Linked DNA regions of Mus musculus: all the other regions are linked to region 1. Evidence: chromatin contacts called from public ChIA-PET and HiChIP or PLAC-seq data. All regions are on one chromosome and are shown on one strand. The core of a region is the stretch at or near the end of the contact, and the rest is flanking DNA. Distances in the headings are between cores, read along the strand shown.

Region 1 (3,668 bases), core at 810-3,309:
AGGCCAGCTTAGGCAGGAAGGCCAGACATGCCTTCCTGTGGTGAAGGGAACTTGGACAGGTATAGATGAACGGGGAAGGGTAGGCGAGCAAAGGGGTATGAGCGGTGCCACAGTGGAATGGACCTGTGCAGTCTGAGGAGAGAGGGAAATAGCCCTGTTGTGACCAGGGGCCAGGGAAGAGATACACTCAAAGAGTAGGGTCAGCTACAGGGCCAACATGTTTAAATCGGCTCCATCAGGGCCCAGAAGGGACTGCAGGCAGGGACATAACACAATTAAGGTTGCTTTTCAGGGAGAGTGCCGTGGCCTGCAGCTCAGAATGGCTTGGATGGCTGGTAGCCAACAACCAGAAAGCCACCTTAAATGTTCTTGTAATATTTCTAGCTAGACAGGCGAAAAACTGGGGTGGTAATGGTATTGGGAGCGGCAGTGAGTCTGACTTAGAGATGTGAATTAGGAAATAATGCTAAGCCTTAGTGCCTCTGTGTGTGTGTGTGTGTGTGTACTGAGTCACCTTGGTACAGGGGTTGGGGGAAGGGATAGCAGAGGTGCCTACCTGCCTATAAGTTTGGCCAGCTTTTTCCCAATTCTGGTTTGTTGGGTAAGGGTTGTATGGGGACAGATTATAGTGATAGCTGAAGGCTGAGTGAGGGGGCCGTGAGTCTAACACGGGGAGCAGAGAGATGGCCCATTCAACCTACAGAGCTCTGAGAAAACAAAACAACCCTCCATCCTCAAAGATGTCCCAGCCTTGAGAGCTGGCTGGCAGAACTACATTTGCAGAGTCGAATGCAGCTTAGAAGAACCATTTTGTCCTGACACTGGTGGCCATGTTGGTAGCGTTCGCCTGTGCATATGTGTGTGTGTGTGTGTTAGTTTGAGATTTATGTGGGCCTCAAATGCTAATCTTTTTGAGGGGAGATCCTATTAGGAAAATAATTTAAATACAACAGTTAGGCCCTCCCTGGGCCTGGAAATGGCGATATACAGGTTGCGCCCCCCCCCCCAAACTTTAACCTGTAGGCTCCCAAGTTCATTCTATGAGAGTACTTCCCACTTAATTTGTTAGACACAAGTGTTTATGCTCTTTCACAAAAATCATGGGGTGTAGACATCAGTAGTTACAGCTCCATCTTAGGGGTAAAGAAGTGACTGAGGACACATCTGCACCTGCCATTGGGCAGGGTGGGGATGTGTCCTGGATAGAGGTATCAGGTCTACCACCTCTTTCTCAGTGGGCAGTGGTGGCTGGAAGGGTCCTGGGGTACTTGAGGGGTGTTCCAGGCATGGGCTCCTAGCCCCCCAGGTGTGGGCTAGAAGTTAGCCTCTATAGTTCCCTCAGGACAGATGCTGCAGCCCTGGTCATGGGAACATGGCCTGCAAGGGAAGCTTAAGTAAGAGACACTGCATACAACGGCCAGGTCACCAGCACTGAAGCTAAGAAAACCCTGCCCGACTCCTGAGCAGCAACTGTAACGCATTGCCTCAGACTCCTCACCTGTAGAATCAGAGCCACTTCTGTATGTCAGAGTTCTTACTTGTCATAAGGTACAAATACGATTTCCCCTCAACCTGAGTCCTGAACAGTACCCCCAACCTCCCAGAACCCGGATGCCCAAGAGCTAGAGAAGGGTGGGAGGATCGGGACAGGCTGGGAATAGGCCAAAATTCCCACTCGGGGACCATGAGCTCTTACATGATGTCACAGGGGCAGGCGCTTTGGGTTTCGCTATGTGAACTCTGACAGGCTGTGGTGGGACTCCGAGCATCATCCTTAGATTTTGGATCCTCGATGGCAGGCAGGCACAGGGACCCAGTGCAAGATCTGTGAAGCCGCCTAGTTTCGGCTTCCGCTCTCTTTCCACGCCCACTTGTGTGCTTCCCCAACAGGGAGGATGGGAGGGGTGGGGGACGAGCCCTAATCTCCGAGGAAGGGGTGTGGCTCCGTTCGCGTTCTCCAGTTTGTGGTGTCCTGGATCTGTCCTCTGGTCCCCTCCAGATCGTGTCCCACACCCCACCCACTCTGGCTTGGCACTGTGCCACCACGCGTGACCGCGCGCTCCTTACGTGGGGAACGTGCAGGGTGATGCCTCCTTTCCGGCGCGGGAGGGAGCGGCCGTCATTCTCCTGCTCTGGCTGGGAAGCCCCAGCCATAGCGCGGCAGTGGCGCCTTGTAGCCAATGGGGACTGAGGAGGTGGGCCGGCTGGCGGTTGTCACCCTCCCGGGGACGGGAGCTCGGAGGTCTGGAGAGAGCAGGCAGACGCCCCGCCCAGGGACTGAGGGGGAGGAGCCAAGGGAGGAGGAGGTGGAGTCGCGGATCCGCCGCTGGAGGACCACTGCTCACCAGGGCTACTGAGGAGCCACTGGCCCCACACCTGCTTCTCCGCATCCCCCACCGTCAACATGATCGCCGCGCAACTACTGGCATATTACTTCACCGAGCTGAAGGATGACCAAGTCAAAAAGGTGAGCCCCGCCGGCGCCGCCCTGGCCACAGCCTTGCATTCCCGCATCCGCTCGCCACCGCCTGCATCCTCCCCCCGGCCTCTCCCGGCTAGACAGCATCTAGTTGGACTACAGGGTGCAGGCGACAGGCCTCATGCTGGGATTCACCCGGGCATTGTGGGCATGCGGGCGTGCTTGTGGTTTGAGGAGCTGGGCGGCCGGCTGAAGACCCCCCCCCTTCCTCCCACGGCTGGATTGCATACTGCAGTGTCCTTGAAAAGGACCATGGATGTCAGATGGGTACCCGCACGCAGTGCCGGGCTGAGACCTGTCTAGGTGGGGACCAGCTGGCCTGTCTATAGGCCTGTTTTGAAAGGTCCACGCGCGCCGTGGGCGGGGAAGGTGTGATCGCCGAGATAGGCTGGGGAGGTGAGTGAGCAGCTGGCGGGGGTGCTGGCTGGAAGCCAGGCATCCCATATTTGGGGTTCCCATTTGGAGAATACGATGCCCTCCTGAAACTGTCACTGGGCTCCCCCAGCTGTTGCAGCTGCTCCTTACTCTGAGGACGGGGTGACCCGCCTGGCTTTCCGGTGAGGGGAGGGGAGCAGAGGCCACCGGAAACTTTGCTCATAGGCCTCAGGTCGAGAACCGCACGTCTGAATGGAATTTTTTCTTCCTCTAAACCTGTAATTTCCAGGCAGTCTCAGCCTAGGAGCTCAAATAAGACACTTTAGTCACTTGAAGAGCTCGGAGGGGTTGGCATTCGTTCCTTGTGACTTGTGAGTTCTTGCACATGGACGCTGGGTCCTAGGGGTGATGTTCATCTAGTATAAAGTGCCGTCTGCTGGTGGGTCTTAAAGATGTACCTCACTTTTCTGCCACCATCAGTAAGACGGGATGTTTTTTTCCTGAGATAGACTAAGTTGGTTAGGAAAACACCTAGGACATTTTTATTTGTGCTATGGGTATGCCTTACCTACCCTAGGATAGGTTAATAGCATCATCACCCTGACAGACACTGGGACAAGAGGTACTATCTACAGGTGAGAGGCGGCAGTGACTAGGCTCTGTCCTTTCCTGGCCTGAGACTTCTCATCCTGCACCTTCAGAAGCAGTCTTACCGGGGACTGTGACCTCCTGAAGGTCACACAGCTGGTTAGAGGTGGAGTCTGGGCGGGGCTCTGACCCTCCTCCCACTCGAGAACTTGACCAAGACTCCCCC
Region 2 (3,668 bases), core at 755-3,254, 900 kb before region 1:
CAATTATTAGAAATAGAGAAATGTCCCGTACCTGGTTTCTTTCTGGACTTTTCATGACCTAGCTGTCCTAGATCATTACATCCACATGTGTACACAGTCCCATCATCCAGGACAAACACAGTGTGCCTGAGTCCACAGCCTACATCTCGGACCTTTTTGTTCACGAAAAAGTCACTTCTCCTGGGCTCTAGTACAATTTCTTCATCAATTCCTCCCAAACCTAGTTGTCCATAGGATGCATTGCCCCAGCACAACATGCTTGGAATGACCTTGGTCTTCCAGTTTCAATACAAAAGTCCCTTCTGAAACACTGGAAACTGGGAGGTACCCTATGTCTGAGGAGAAAAACAAAAGTTAGTAAGACCTCAAAGCAAGCTGCTCTCTCATCGAGTGTTAAGCTAAAATGAGGACTGCACTTGTTTAATACTTATAATATGCTTGGGGTGACAGTCAGTTCTCTCAGTTTTAAAGGGCCATATACAAATGTTTAGGAAATGACATCACCTTCTACTATTCTTTGCAAAACTTAAAACAGTAACTGGCTTTAACTCTGCTATATAAGTACTCTAATGAAATTAGGTTTTCGTGTTTACATACATTTAATGAGAACAGTAAATAAGGCATGTGTCCAATGCCCAAACAAGCAAGTATCCAGCCAACTGCAGAAACATAATCTTCCAGTCCCCCACAGAACAATCTGATACCTACCTCCACATCAACAGAAAATGGAAGTTCTTATCTGTAACATAAATAAAAACAATAATGGAACTTTAGAAAAAAAATAACAATTTAAAGTAGACTATTCTCATTATTTGTACTAATAAGCTATGTACAAAATTAGAAATTATCAAGTCGTAATTTCAAACAATCGACTCCATTTTATAAGTCAAAATGCTAAGGTCGAGAACTCACTCTACTAATTTAATTTTAAAACCAAATCAATGTGATTATAATACATACCTCTAGGAAAATTACTTAAAGATGAAAAACAATCACAGGACTGCTGAGTTTTTTTTCCAAACAAGACCAGGTTGGAGGCAGGGTTAACTTTTGATAGGAAAATCTATATAACTTCTGCGCTTGAAAGACATACATTAAGGGGCTGAGAGATGTCTCTTTTAAAGGATCCTGATTCAATTCCCAGCACCCACATGGCTGCTCTCTGTGTGTAACTCCTCCCAGGGAATCAATCCTACGCCCTCTACTGGCTTCCTGCACTACGGGCACGCATGGTGCACAAACAAGTGAGGGAATCCTCCATTAACATTAAAAAAAAAAAAAAAACCCTTTACATTTCTTTAAAAAGCATGGTGCATTAAGAAGCATTAATAGAAGTCAGTCTTATCCTTGCTGTCCAAAATCACCTAAATTCCTTTCGCTGAATCTGAGGTTTCAAAACATAATTTTCTTGCATTTATGTTTATTTAGAAAGTGCCGAAGCTGTCTCACTCCACTCCTATCAGAAAAAGTTTGGGACACCAAAACTCGAAAGTTCCAGAGAGTTCTGCATTGTCTTTCCCTATCTCTCTCTCTGTGTTTTCAAGGCTAGCATCAGACAGGAACATAGCTCCGATTTCAATGCGCTTCGTTTGGGTACCCTTTTTTTTTTCCTCCAAAAAGTCAGAACCAGTATGGGAAAGACGTTCTCTCGCCAGCAACAGGTAGGAGAACGCAAGGCAGTTTGGTTTCCTCTTTCTCTGACCATGCACCTCACGATCAGCTCCCGCGGCCCGGGGCAGAGGAATGGTCTGCACACACCCAGCCTCACGGGCCGGCCAGCCAAACTCCCGCAGCTACCTATGGGCGAGCCGGGGAGAGGGTTCACCCCACCGGGCTCAGCCCCACGGCCTCGGCCCCAGGGAGACCCTTTCCCCGAGGGCGGTGCACCACTCCGGCCCCGGAAAACGTTGAGGACGCTGGCGCCCTTCCCCAAGGCCCCAGCGGAGCTCGCCTCCGTCACACTACCCCGAACCCACGGGGGGCAACGACTCACCGGGTCTCTCAGGGCAGGGAGAGCCCTAAGCGATGGAGGACGGACGCTCCCTGGACCTCTGGGCGGCTCTCCAGCTCCCAAGACCTTCCTCCTTCAGCCGGCCGCGGCGATTACCACGGCTCCTCCGACGTCCCCGACCGCAGCTCCGCTGCCTCTGCTGCCCGGCTCGCCCGTGAAACTTTCCCAGGCTCCTCCGAGAAACGCTGCCGCCAGCACTCTCCGGACCGAGAGACAAGCCGTCAGCGACCCGGATGGAGCGGGAGGGGAAGGGCTGGCGGTGAGCAGGGCGGAGACCACGAGGGGTGGAGAGAGCTGAGGGAGAGGCTGGCGACGAGGGAGAGCCAGGCGACAAGGGAGAGGGGCGGTGGTTTCGCGGGGGAGGGGGGAGGGGAGGGGCTGGCCGGAAGTGAGCCGGGGAGCATGCGCGACCCCGCCCACTTCCCCATTCGTGCGCCTGCGCGGGAGACCTCCCAGGGTTCGTCTGATCCAGGAGCCTGCGCAGTGTTGCGGTTCCCTGCTCTAAGACGCTAATGCAGCCGGCTAGGGCTAGAAGCTGTCAAATGTATTTTCTTTCTTCCTCTTCTTCTTCTTCTTCTTTTTTTTTTTTGTTCTTGTCCGTGTGTTTTTAACAATGCTTCGGCGTTGACAAGTGAAAATTTCATTTTGGTTTGTCTTTCTGCTTGGAGGGTTTTAGCCTTTTCATAATTTTATTCTACCTTTCCTAATTTTGGTTTTGAAGTAGCAGACGAAACCATCACAAATACGGTTAGAAAAGCCGATGATGACTCATTTTAAACCCTTAAACTCATCTGAACCTAATTTGAACATGTAAGATATATTGCTAGCAATGGAGCAATGGCTTAGTCTAATCTTACTGAATGTCAACATCTTTGCTTCAGGTTCCGGAACAGTGTTGGCTCACGTTTTCAGCTAACTTCTTGGAAGATACGAGGTTAAATTACCCAAACTCTTTCACTCAGAGAAAAACAGGGCTTACAGCTACAGTTCCTGCTTCATGAAAACGAAATCCAGATTTCACAGGCCAATTTTAACATCATCTTGATACTAAATCTGTGTGTGTTGTGGTCTCAAAAAAGGACCCAGTGAATGAATGGAGGACAATTTGTTGGAACAAGAAAAAGATTTGCTCGGTAAGCCGCCAAGACCAAGAGCATGGAGTAGCTTGCTGACATTTTAACCTTTTAAACAGAGGTTCCATGCTCTCTTTATCCTTAGGAGGAAACTCCGTAGCTATCAATCTCTGAGTGTGTGTCAATCGTGAAGAAGTGGGGAGGGGCGGGGGGTAGTCCCATGCTAAACAACTGTACTGCTAGCTTAGAGTGAAGGAAGCTCAAGACCTTTCCAGCAGAGGATAGGTGTAAATAAAATGACAGCCTCATTTTAAAAAAAAGAGACCTTGAAACGCAGTTTTGAAACTGTATAGTAGTTAGTTTTACACAGCGTTATGGCTTTACTGGGTGCTTTAGCCAGCTAAGCATGGCACTAAAGCTAAGTTTGGCTGTCTTCAAACTTGTGGACCCTCCCTTCAGAATGGTTAAGATTGCAGGTGTAGGCCATAGCACCTGGCTTATACCAACCATACTAGAGCCTGGTTGTTTGTTTGTTTGTTTTGGGTTTGTTTGTTTGTTTGTTTGTGGTTTTTCGAGACAGGGTT
Region 3 (3,668 bases), core at 549-3,048, 630 kb after region 1:
AGTATTAGAGAGGTGGAGGCAGGAGAATCAGAAGTTCAAGGCCATTTTTGGGCCCATGGTAAGTTTGAGGCTGCGAAGGGCTACATGAAGCCCCATCCCGTCTCCCTGCCCATCCCAGGTAAAAAAAAAAAAAACTTTATTTCTAAGTAATTTACCAATTGCCCCATCTCCCAAAACGTACAAACACATACACAATGTGGTGGTTCACACTTGAACTTGCCTATCAACCGTCCTCTCTGCCAGACAGGCAGCCTGAACCCGGTGTAAAGAGACCTTCAGGAATCTAGTGGAACACATTTCTGCCATAGCTGTTCAGAGGTCAAGCTTCAGACAACACACAACAGGAACCCTGTGCACCCAGGCCAAAGTGAAGCCACCCTGCTGTCTCCGCCACAAAAATCACCACCCAGCCTTTTGAGTCATCCAGGCTTCTCAGGAAGGAAAATTTCAACATTGACACACAGGGTAGCCACATCTCCACTGTGGCCTCGAGGCAGAAGAGGCTCCTGAAGTGTGACTCAATAGGCTATGATATCTGTCCCCTCTTCCACTGGGGAAGGGAGGCGATGGCTCCCCTCTTTGGACACCAAAGACCAGGCTGAGAGTGAGCACTCTAGGGACAGCTGCTGAGGAATGCACCCCTAGATATACCGTTGAAAAACACCCCATGCTAAAAGGGACTGGCTGATAGAATGAAGAGGAGAAGGAAAAGAAGCACTCACTTTGGCATAGACACTCCTGCACTCAGACACACACACACACACACACACACACACACACACACACCCCAAGTGACCTGCCCATCCCTGGCCATTGCCAACCTGCATCTCCCTCCAGACAAGGCCCACTGGCTGTACAGTACTTGATAGGCCCAGCTCTAGTGAACAGGAGGTGACTTAGGCCAGTGTTGACATGCAGTCCCTTGAGAGTGTGGCTGAGCACTTGGGGTGTGTTGGCAGGGGACACAGGCTCATGTTAGAAGCTGATGCTAGCCTTGGTTCATAGGTGCTGAGTGGGGAGATCTGGAAGTTTCTTTCCAAACTACACCTGTCCTCCCCCGGGGGCCTCAGCTCTTAAGACAGCTGAGCATTCCCCCCCCACACCCCTAAATCCCAGGGTCAAAATTATCTTAGTGAGCTATGGGGATGTGTGGAGTGTGTGGTCTTGGAAAGAACAGGGTGCCTGGGAAGAGGGGGAGGAGGGAGGAAGAAAGAGTAAGAGAGAGGGAGAGTGGGAAAGGGAAAGAGAGAGGGGGAGGAGAGAAAGAGAGAGAGGGAGAGAGAGAGAGAAGAGAAGGGGATTCAGTCATTGCTGGTCTCGCTTTTTCTAACAGAACCCCTATTTCACAGGGGGGCGGGGTGAAGCAGGCCTCCAATGCACCCCTGGGTAACCCTACTCACTTTCTCTGAGATTCCTAAGGGTCTCCCGCTGCACTCAGACACCTCAGTCCTTCTGTCTGAGACCCTCCCAAGATCAAGGCCACGCCTGCCCCGCTACCCCTGCGCGTCCTGCTTCCCCCTCCCAAGACCCCAAGTTCTTCCCGGACAGATTTAGCGGACATTGAGGAGCAATGAATCCCGAGGAACCTGGTCCTCCGGACCGGCGTTAAGTATCCTAGGCAACGGCCCCCTCCTAATTCCGCGGCCCCTGTCATGCCCCTAGTGTACCCCACGCCGCGCGAGGGAACAAGGATCCCCAGTGACCTCACCTGTAGCGGTCCTTGGTCCTCGCGTCTTCCGGCGCTGAGGCCCCGTGTCGGGGCGTGCCCATCACTGTCTCCGGGTCGCAGCCCCGCCCCGAGCCCCGCCCCCGAGCCCCGCCCCTCCCGCTGCCCTGGAACTGACCTTGACCGCCTACCAGCCGCTCCCTACTTGGACACTCCCAGCGCTGATGCAGCCTAGCTAGCCTCTCAGCCTGCCAAGATCCTGCGCCTTAGTTTTGCCAGGGGTTTCTGGGAGACAACCGAGAGCCTCCCCAACACACACACACACACACACACAAACACACACACACACACACACACACACACACACACACACACACACACACTAGCTTTGCCATCTGCACACATGTGCATACGGACTGAGCGCCTGCTGTTCGCCCAGTCTTTGGTCCTGCACTGGAGCTTTAAAATGGAGAGCGGAACCGGTATATCCTTTGGTTATATGGTAGCCTGGAGAAAGAAGGGGTTTAACACAAGACTCAGGAGCTGTTTGCCTATCCTGAGTGCCCTGGATTTCTTACCCACAGAAGCAGAGCACGGTGGTGCATACCTGTAATCCTAGCATTTAGGAAGTAGAGGCAAGAGGGTTAGAAATTGGCTACTGAGTCCACTTTGGACTTCCTGAGATCCTGTCAAAAAAATGAAGCCATCAAACCACCACTGCTGACAGACTGCAGTGGTGCAGCCTTTAATCCCAGCACTAGGGAGGCAGAGGCAGGAGGATGTCTGTTGAGTTTGAGGCCAACTCGGAGCAAGTTCCAGGACATCCAGGGGCTACACAGAGAAACCAGGTCTCAAAAACCCTACAAAACAAAACAACAACAACAAGAAGACAAACAAAACACTACCACATCTCCTGTCACCTACTGCTGTAAGGAAGCTTGGAGATCAAAAAGTATTCAGGCCTCTCTCCCATACTGAAGTCAGCCCTGAGCAAGGGAGAGAAGCAAGCATGTGTGCCAAGTCACAGAAGGATGCCAGAGATAGGAAAGCCAGAGCATTCGAAGCTACATAGGGGAACGATAGGGCATCTGTCTCCAAGCAGATATTGTCCCCTACCCTAGGGGCAGTAGGCAAGTGTCCGTGAGGTCACGTACATACCTGAGCAGGGTGTACTAACTCATGCTTGTACCCACAGCCACTGGGGAGGCTGAGACAAGGAGGTTTACAAGTTCAAGGATATCCTGGGCTACAGTGAGAGACCCTGTCTCAAACATACATAGGCAGTAGGTAGCATTTCTTTATTTGGTTGGTTGTTTTGTTTTGCTTTGAACACTTGTTTTGATGAGAATTTCACACATGAACATTTCCATCATTTCCATCCTGTCTTCTATAATTGCTACTGTTGCACACACAGAAACAGACAGAGACAGAAGCTACCTGAAGGGCTCCAACAGGCCCAGGCACGACATACATGGTACCAGCAGCTTTTACCCTTTCCCCTTCCCTCTCCTGGCTAAATCCTTAGATCATTACTAAAGCTAGCCCCGCAAGGTCGGCTCCCCTAACTGGCCTCTGACTCATTTCTGAGACTGAACACCAAGGTCCAGCCATCAAAATTCATGATTTGGCTGCACTGGCTAACTGTCCAGTCAGGATTCACCAACTCATCTGAGTACAGACTTCCCCTTTTTCTCCTTAAAAACTGTCCTTCAGAGACACCTGCTGCTGCCTTTGTCCCATCCACAGGCAGCTCCCCACCCTCCACCAATTTGATCTTCTGGGGTAATAACTCTCCTTTGGTGCCTGGGGGTGTTCTGAGCCACCTCCAAGCTCCCCTCCCTTCACTAAGTCCGTTTCATATTTCCCTTATGAACATGTAACCATCTGGGAATGGGTAATGTCAGCAGAATGAGGTTTCCCTAGAGAAACCTCATAATCAACCTCTCTCTCTCTCTCTCTCTCTCTCTCTCTCTCTCTCTCTCTCTCTCTGAAGCCACTAACT

Evidence for each region. ChIA-PET counts read pairs in DNA pulled down with a chosen protein or histone mark. HiChIP or PLAC-seq counts read pairs in DNA pulled down with a chosen protein or histone mark.
Region 2: a contact with region 1 is called in an RNA polymerase II ChIA-PET map of memory CD8 T cells, with 6 read pairs. The contact joins the promoter of 1700120B22Rik here to the promoter of Hk1 in region 1. A contact is called at or near these places in 1 of 484 Hi-C or Micro-C datasets (CD4 T cells) and 1 of 115 datasets of contacts at active chromatin or transcription factors (memory CD8 T cells).
Region 3: an H3K4me3 HiChIP or PLAC-seq map of bone marrow-derived macrophages shows a contact between it and region 1, with 7 times the contacts expected there. The contact joins the promoter of Aifm2 here to the promoter of Hk1 in region 1. A contact is called at or near these places in 1 of 484 Hi-C or Micro-C datasets (embryonic stem cells) and 2 of 115 datasets of contacts at active chromatin or transcription factors (bone marrow-derived macrophages and pancreatic cancer cells).

The regions. Positions count from the first base shown.
Region 1 is chr10:62,338,812-62,342,479 of GRCm38.p6, reverse strand. It overlaps Hk1 (hexokinase 1), which reads left to right and starts at 2,059. Exons shown (of 18, transcript NM_001146100.1): 1 at 2,059-2,467. The coding sequence starts at 2,405. It overlaps Hk1os (hexokinase 1, opposite strand), which reads right to left and starts at 2,246. Exons shown (of 3, transcript NR_168630.1): 1 at 2,068-2,246.
Region 2 is chr10:63,242,489-63,246,156 of GRCm38.p6, reverse strand. It overlaps 1700120B22Rik (RIKEN cDNA 1700120B22 gene), which reads left to right and starts at 2,004. Exons shown (of 2, transcript NR_166111.1): 1 at 2,004-2,270; 2 at 2,893-3,668. Herc4 (hect domain and RLD 4) reads right to left here and starts at 2,360. Exons shown (of 25, transcript NM_026101.4): 1 at 1,994-2,360; 2 at 709-739; 3 at 32-335. The coding sequence starts at 257.
Region 3 is chr10:61,713,393-61,717,060 of GRCm38.p6, reverse strand. It overlaps Aifm2 (apoptosis-inducing factor, mitochondrion-associated 2), which reads right to left and starts at 1,798. Exons shown (of 10, transcript NM_001284300.1): 1 at 1,709-1,798.